Regions from separate parts of the Gasterosteus aculeatus genome. Here region 2 is linked to region 1. Evidence: chromatin contacts called from public Hi-C data. All regions are on one chromosome and are shown on one strand. Each heading gives the region's core, a stretch centred on a gene start, on an enhancer-like site or on the middle of the called end of the contact. The rest is flanking DNA. Distances are from core to core; before and after follow the strand shown.

Region 1 (4,262 bases), core at 1,221-3,720:
TCATGTCAAAATGAAAACATTTTTCATGAGTTGACCAAGAGTTGACCAAAGTTCTTGGGATTTACTTTCTGGGCACCATAAAGAAATGTACCGATTCTACAGCAATGCCATTTGATTAGAGCCAATGCCTCAAAACTACAACATTGTACCACACTTACCCCACGTTCCCAGTCTGCCTCTGCACTTCCACCAAATAAAAGACATCAACAAACAATCTTCTCAAACAGAAGAAGCAGGAGTTACCTGCTGGGACTTTTTCCTCACATGTTGACACAGTTCTCCTCAGACATGAAGAATCTCTGGTGAAACCGTGCACTGTTAAAACATGGAGAACCTCACTTTTATTTAAAATTCTCAACAGTTTGGTGAGATCTTGTACATAAATGAGCGCATTAATAATAAAGTAGGAGATGCCACTTTATGAATACAATTATATATTATATAACTGTCTTTGAAATCAACACATAATTGAAAGAAATCATATTCATATTAGACTATGGCTTAATAACAACATTTATAATTTGGTATTGTAAGAGGATGATACTATATTGCTGTGTTTCTGAAGTGCCTTTGCACATACATTCTAATATTAGTAGTACAAATACCTTTTCTGCTGTGTCCGTTTGTTTTCTCTGCCACCTGCCGGTGCTGCAGGCCGTCTGCAGACATCTTTCCCCGGTACCCGCCGGCCCGGTCTGACCTGGCCGACATGTCCGAGCAGAACTGTGCAGTCTTCCCCGTCCCCAGTGAGCAGTCACCACCTCACCATCACATGCTCTCCGCGCAGTCCGCTCCCACTGAGGTCCCTTAGCAGCGTCAAGCTTACTGCTGTAATTGTCTCCGGGTTTCTTTTCAAAATAAAACTCCTTTTCTCTCAACATAATGATAAATAATATATCGTTGAAGGACATAGACGTCTGTGGTTGGCACACATTTAAGTCAACCAACAAATTGGTAGAGTGGATTTTAAAGTGAACAAGTTAGAGAAGGAGATTGTTTTCATATAATTTTGGAATATTCTATTCTATTCCAAATATTCCTAAATGATTGTTGTATTAACTATTATCCAATGAAAATACACCCGAATCAATAACAGACCAACTTAAAAAAAACATTGTGGACACAGAGATTCAATTTATTAATATAATTATTATTTCTTTCATCAGATTTATTTATGTAATTATCTTGTTCTAATATTCTTGTAGATGATTTTATGAAATTACTATTGTTCATTCATTTACGCAGTTACCTATTTATTGTGGTTTGCCATATATTATATTATTATATAGTATTTTATTTTCAGTTCCATATAGAAGAAAGTTGCTTTCTGTAAGTTTCCTGTGTGACTCCGGTTCACTTGACTCAAAATCCCTCCTCAAAAAGTGTACAGCTTTCAAGTTAATTATCACACACTGAGCAAATAAAGCCTGATCTCTAAATCAGACCGTAAAAGACACCGGGTTACTTTTGTCCCTGCTCTTACATAAAGATCAGCTGGAATTATTTCCTACTTATATACCTGTATTTTCGTACTCTGTCTATCCTAGAAAGAGTAACAACGTTTCCGTCAAAGTTGCCTCTCTGTTTGGTTATTGTGTGTGTAGGTTTGAGAGAGTGTTTAATCCAAAGTGTGTGTGTGTGTGTGTGTGTGTGTGTGTGTGTGTGTGTGTGCTTTCCCTTCAAACAACCCAGGAACCGACTCAGCATTTCCTTTCCTCCAGTCAGTTCCTCTGTCCACTCAGCACTGCAGCCAAGAAGCAGCAGCGTTGCTCCTAAACTGGAGCGTTTTTAACAGCAGCTAACAGACAATCACAGGAACAGAGTCACAAGATACTCGGTAGCTCAGCAATTAAGTTCTTTAAGGCGTCATATAATACTTACTTGTTTTATTACACTTTTACTCCACACACGTCGTTGTCAGGTGACTTAGGAGTGTGAACTACAGCATTCTTTAGTGGTATGCGTGTGAATGCATCAAACTGTGATCCCTGCTTTACGTTTTAGACGCCATGAGCTTCAACTGAATTTTCAAATTGCTCATTTACTTAAAGGTGCATCATCATATTTTCCAACTATGGGCAAAATGACAACAAATCTCAACATCTCTTTTTTCATGTTTTTAGACTCCACCAACAACAGAGAAACAAATCCATGTCTTTAGCTGCTAAATGCTGCACTATGTTCACCAGCTATTTCTATAAATCTTCATCTGCACTAGTAATGTACTAGGAGTAATGGCTTGTTACATTACATCACATTAATGGCCTGTTAGGAGTTTAACTGGGGCGTAACTGTGTGCTTGCTGCAGCCTGATCTCTTAAAAATGATGTTGCCATAGAACAAAAATGTATTGTCAAGAAAAACATATTTCTGAGATCTGGGTTTGGTGCAGAGCATAGAAAGTGATAGATAGTGCACAGTAGGATGGACAGATAGCTGCTAATAAGAATAGGGGATAATTGTTCATGGGTTTGCCACTATTACACTTTTCACATTTCTAAATGACATAGTGCGCCTTTAAAAATCCCGGAATCCTTCTGTTGCTAGTTTAGCAGTAGTTTACAGGTGTTTTTAAAACATGAAAAACTATATTGGAATAACTTTGGTGAATTAGCCTTTGATATTTATTTACTATGATGACTATGATTATCTCTTTATATAAGTGTTTATAAGTTCGAAAGGGTTTAATAATGCTTTGTTCAGGGATTGATTTATTAGTTATACGCCAACAATAATAAATTAAAACCACTTTTGAGTTCCCAGGCTGTTCAGAATTGGCTTGGTGGACCGGCAGCCGCTGATGATTTCTTTAGAATAAAATACCCTTTATTTTGGTTTTGCATTGATTTGAACAGATGGACAAATTGTCCTTTGTTTTTTCGTTTCTATTTATGCTCAGTTTATTAGTTGTGATCTATTCAGTTCCATTCTGTTCAGAATCAGCTGTCATGAGTTTAGTGGTAGGGACTGTGTAGTATAGCTTTCTGATCTCAAACTATTTACAACTATAATATATTGTTAAAACCCGTTTTAAACATTCTTTTTAGAAAGTGAGAAACACGTGAGTATTAATAGATCTCTAGCTTTGTTAGGATGAAAACAATGAAGATGAACACATCCAAACAGGAATTGACAAGACCGTACAACCCAGAAGATATTTTATAAATGTATCATAGTATTTAAGCCATGAAACACGATTAAATACTGTAGTGACCAACACAACCGCCACGTAGTTACAACGTAAACATCCTTGTCCTATATGAAGGCGCTTTTTATCTCATTTTGCTCTCACACCTGGTTTCCTACTGTATACTTTAGGGGGCGCTACCGATTAGAAACATCCAACTCAGCGTCCAGCCATTACTGCAACTCTGTTGCGTCTCTATCAAGTTATCAGGCCGACCAACGTTACTGCCATTTACTCCTTTCAAAATAAAAGTCTAATTGGCCAAGATACGTCTAGTCAGTTGTTTGACATAACTGTGCTTTTGTTGTGAAGCCAGGTTCCTCCCACATCCGCCGATACTCTGGCACACGTAACTACAGTATTTCAGCATCACCCAAACATTAGCTTGTTGGTTAGCTTTTAGCTAACAAACTCTTCAGAAATAATTGAGCTCACAGCAAAACTGATTAATGAGTCGCAAAAGAAACCACAGCTTGGCTGATGCCGGCATGTCCCCCGAGCTCCACGGCGCCTTCGTGGAGCCCCACAGGTCGGCGAGCCGAGCCGACAGTGATTTTCTGGAGCTGGAGCACGACGAAGAGCTGCTGTTCTCGGTCAGCGACATCACCGAGCACCTCGGCAGGAACATCGCCGCGGTGCTGGAGACAGCGCTGTCGGACATCCGCAAGATGGTCAGCATCAGGATACGAGTCCTGAAGATGGAGCTGCGCGAGAAAACCGACGAGATCGACGTGTTAAAGTCGAGACTGGACACCGCTCAGAGGGACGGCAGGGACCTTTTCCCCGCAGACATCGGCTCCAAAAAACACGACCTCTGCTCCCACGTCAAACACATGAGCGGCGATCCCCGGAGAGCCAAGCCCGCCATGCCGGGGGTGAAGAAGGAGAACATAGACGCCATCTGTGACTATCTGATGAAAGACAAGAACTCGAGGGGGGGCGCGGACATGGACGGAGACCACAGCAGCCAAGCCAGCGGCGAGAGGGAGGCTCGCCCGGATCCAGACCCGCACTCCCTGCACCTGTGGCCGGACGGTGGCATGGCCGGCTCAGGGCCAACGCACGAGGACTCCGA
Region 2 (4,262 bases), core at 1,132-3,631, 140 kb after region 1:
CTCTGACCATTATACAGGCGCCGTGGATGAATACTATGAACCTCACACTGGCTGAACTCACCCACTCCGAAGAAGAGCGGGCAGGTGAAGATGGCGGCCAGAGGCCCCGCACAGGGCACCAACATGGGCAGCATGCAGGCCCTGAACACCAGCTCCTCCGTCAGCGGCGCCACCACCTGATTCCTCAGCCAGCGCATGTCGCTAAAGCACAACATCCAGAACGACGGGTCTGCAGGAGGACATAGACAGAGGAGGAGCTAGAGGACACGCTTGGAGCTTTGTACAGACATATGGGGATTTGAAATGGCGCTATAACTTCGACCCAAAAGAGAGACAATCCTGCATGTTTTCCGTCTCACCCAAAGCCACCCGGATCCCATCCATAAAGCTCCAGGGACAGTCCATCGCTAATTGCATGAGGGGCCCCAGAAACAGGACCTGGACACAGAAGGCAGGAGTTTGGATTTCTCAGATATCTACTTATGAAAAGAAATATGACTTGTTTATTTAGCCAGTTTGTGTAAGGCAAGAGAAAGATGCCATTGATAGTTGGTTTTGCTTAACAATGGCGACTCAGGTTGTTCTCCCCCATTGCTGCCACAGCTGTCAGCAGTGTTTACTGTGTGTTTTTAGGTTGTTAACGAAAAGGTACAATAATAACTGTGTGCTACACAAAACATCCAGTCTTTTTCTTTACCATTTAGTGTAACAGAGCAGGATTCTTTTCATCGGTCAACCCAACTGAATTCCGTAGTGGGATCCTTCAAAATCTGCTTATGACTGATCGTGGAAGATTTGTTCCTTACCATGGTGAGCATCAGAGGAAGCATGATTGCAGGAATGAGGCCTTCAAACCGGATCCCCATAAGAGCGAGTAATGATGGGACAGTCTGACACACAAACGCACACAAGAACACTAGTCTCAGTTTGATGATACGACAACGCATGTGTCAGACTGCAACATGCAAGAACAGCACATGAATGGCCACATGAATAAGGGGGTAGTGGTTAAAAGGGGCAGAACGTTTCCGTTAAATTTCCAGAAGCTTTCCATGGGATGTTAAGCATGGGAATGGTTTTTTTTTTTACGAAAGCATATAACAGGGAACATAAATGTCGTTGAGAAAAGACTCTGCAAGCAGAGCTCAGCTGGACCCTGGAGGCAGCCAGCAGGGAACATTGTCTGCCACAAACGTAAATATTTGTTCTGTTGTTTTTGAATGTCTGTCATTACGTAGCGTATTGATTACTTGGTAAACTGAACGTTGATGTCGACCTGACAGAAATCAGGGAAAAATACCAAAACCAGAGGCTTGGACTTAGTTAATTGTACATTCAGAACTTTTTGGGGGGAAGGGGTAATCATAGGAAATACACCATTTTATTTAACCTTCATGATCTTGTTGTTCACTGAGAGAATACAGTTTCTAGTTACAAAATGTTGTTTTGTCATATGGCATGGGAGATACAGTTAAATTACCCCAACTTGTCTGGTTTATTCCTGTTAATTCACACAGAAAGTGTCCAACTTTCAATATTCCCGTTATTTTGCAACCCTAATAAAGGGTTTTATTCAGTAGTTTACGAGGCATGGACTCACCCGGACGCCAGTGAATTCTCTCCATGCCCACACAAAGAGAGGCGACAGGCCCGACACAATGAGTACACTGGTGAAGCGTCTCTTTATCACAGTGGGGTGATCCCTGGGAAAGGACCAGCAGAGACATTAATCACAGCCAACTTTCCTGTGAGGCCCCCAGCAACGTTTGTACCACCATGGCTGGAACATAATGACATTGCTAAAGAAAGAGCTGCGCTACGGTGTCACTGTCAAACACAGTGTGGGCTCAGGGAGTAAATGAGAACACAGATGAAAACATTAAAAGATTTGGGGCTTTACTGGTGACGCGCATTGAGCCCCGCGGTTGGGTAAATGTATCAGAAGGAACGTTGTCATTATGAACCACGTAGCAGAGACCAACCACAGAGTGCTTGTCCGGCTCACCTCGGCAGCTCGCTCCTCCACACGTACAGACTCCCGACATATGAACACGCCAGCAGCAGACAGGCGAGCACCGATATCCAGCACAACCCAGCCGGCGGTACGAAGCCGCCATTGCTGGGTTTCACTCCGTCTGTCAGAAGGTTTTGCGATAAGTCCTTCTGCTGTGCCATGACGACGGCCGGTTGAGACTCAAGCAAACGACTCCTCGGTACCGGGGCGGTCGGTGGACCATCTAAAGAGATAACATGTCCACGTGAGTTGTCAATAGCCTCTTTTCGAAACGTGAGCTAAAGTTGCTAGCTGGACGGCTAGCTCCAGGGGCGCTTCGTAATGACGTCATTATATGTTGCGCTTTTTTTTCGTCTTCTTCTTCGACGCTGCTACTGTAATTGTAACATTATACTGCCACCTCGTGTTGTTAAGTAAATCCTTCATGGGTCATGTCCTTTGATGTGTTAGGGTTAGTATCTCTTTCTTTTGTACTTTAAAACTGAGTTTTTCAGTTGTTTTGATCTATTGTCTGATTTTTTGTGCTATTCAAATCCAACTCTAAATCTTTTGTCGATATTAACTTATGATTCGAGAAAAATTGTTTAATCCTGACCTTGGAAAAAGGAACAAATCATTCTCCAAAAATAATCAAATTTCGAATTCATAATATCAAATACTGAACTTACACTTCTCTCTTTTACGCATCCTAAACAAAAAACAGTAACAAAGATAGCTGTTTTGCATTATCTTTAACAGCTAAATTGTTAGCCACAGGTGAGTTATGAAATACATATTTGTGTCACGGTTTGGGTTCTTTTCCTTTCCTCTTATTTTGTTTTGACGCGACCAGTCACAAGAGACACACATGGCTTAAATACACTAGGGAGGTGCATGTGATTGGACACAGGTGGAAACAATCAGACAATCACAGGGGATGACAGGACAAGGCAGGAAGTGAAGTTACCCAGGGAGACAAGAGGCAGAAAACTAAGAAATAAGACAGGAAATAAACCGCACCGGGACAATTTGTGTGCAGATTTATTAATGAGATTGTAGCCTTGAGTCTTGTAGTCTCTGATGACATACTTTTTTTGTTTTTTGGGAACTGCAACTATATACATATTCACCAGATGGAATCAAAGTAATGCATGTAGTTGCATTCATTTGAATTTAAACACGTAGTTAATTAAAATGTGATAATCTGGGTTATATTGTACTTTGCGTGCAATATCTGTGAACAACAAATGCAATACACAAGCCTTACATCAAAGTCAGAGGGATTCAACTTCTGAACAGCATGCATGTACATCTGTAGTACCAAAATACCATGAATATCCATGAGGTCACATTAATGGACATTTCGGTCCGAACCATCTCTACAACTGAAGTTCATTGCTACAGATACATACAAATGCAGAATGTAAAGGAAAATTGACCCATTTTAGTATAAATTATTATATCAATATGTGTAGACTTAGCAGTATTGGTACACAACAACGCAAACCAGGTAACCCAAAAGTTGTTCCCAATGAATTGCTTCTAATGGACATACTTAGCATCAACAAATGATTCATCAATAATCAGTTAGGTATTTGCTCCTTGAGTGATGCATTGGTGCATTACAGTTTTTTTCTGAATACTTAAGCGCTAATCGTGATTCTTGTAGTACAATTTCTAAAACTATTAATACGTATAGTAAAACCACTCACTGAGTTTGCAAAACAAAAAGCACAAACACTGATTTGCACTCAGTTTGCAATTTTGTAACACACACTTTGCAAAACTGTAGGCACAATTCACTGCACGATACTCTTTTAGCAGAAATTTAAACACAACTCACTGCTTACACTCAATTACCAAATTTCCAACACACAAAATTATACACATGTATGGCAATCATTAACACTAAGCCGAGGGGGAGGATGTGGAGGTGAAGAAGCGAGAGGGTTAGAGGAAGTTAGATGAAGAGGACAATGAGGAGCCAAAGGGGACAAGGAGGGGAAAGAGGAAGGGTAAGAAGAGTAAAAAATAGAATAACTGATGACATCAGAGCTACAATAGTGGACCATGTCATCAACCATGGGATGACCCTGAGGGAAGCTGGCCAACTGGTTCAGCCTAATTTGAGCCGCTACACTGTGGCAAGCATCATTAGGACATTTCGAAATGAGAATCTGTAAGTACTTTGTAGCACTGCCATACTCCACAGAACCACAACAGTACCATACATGCAAAAATACTGAAATTGGTACTTTACAGAATTGCT

Evidence for each region. A called contact is a pair of places that touch in the nucleus more often than the background predicts.
Region 2: a contact with region 1 is called in a Hi-C map of skeletal muscle, with 3 times the contacts expected there. The contact joins the promoter of rce1a here to the promoter of znf16l in region 1. A contact is called at or near these places in 3 of 6 Hi-C or Micro-C datasets (skeletal muscle and whole body).

The regions. Positions count from the first base shown.
Region 1 is chr7:11,973,713-11,977,974 of fGasAcu3.hap1.1, forward strand. It overlaps znf16l (zinc finger protein 16 like), which reads left to right and starts at 2,471. Exons shown (of 3, transcript XM_040181916.2): 1 at 2,471-4,262. The coding sequence starts at 3,637. It overlaps sh3tc1 (SH3 domain and tetratricopeptide repeats 1), which reads right to left and starts at 802. Exons shown (of 19, transcript XM_040181915.2): 1 at 606-802; 2 at 244-315. The coding sequence starts at 711.
Region 2 is chr7:12,112,118-12,116,379 of fGasAcu3.hap1.1, forward strand. rce1a (Ras converting CAAX endopeptidase 1a) reads right to left here and starts at 2,382. Exons shown (of 8, transcript XM_040181918.2): 1 at 2,006-2,382; 2 at 1,601-1,703; 3 at 807-890; 4 at 360-438; 5 at 62-229. The coding sequence starts at 2,175.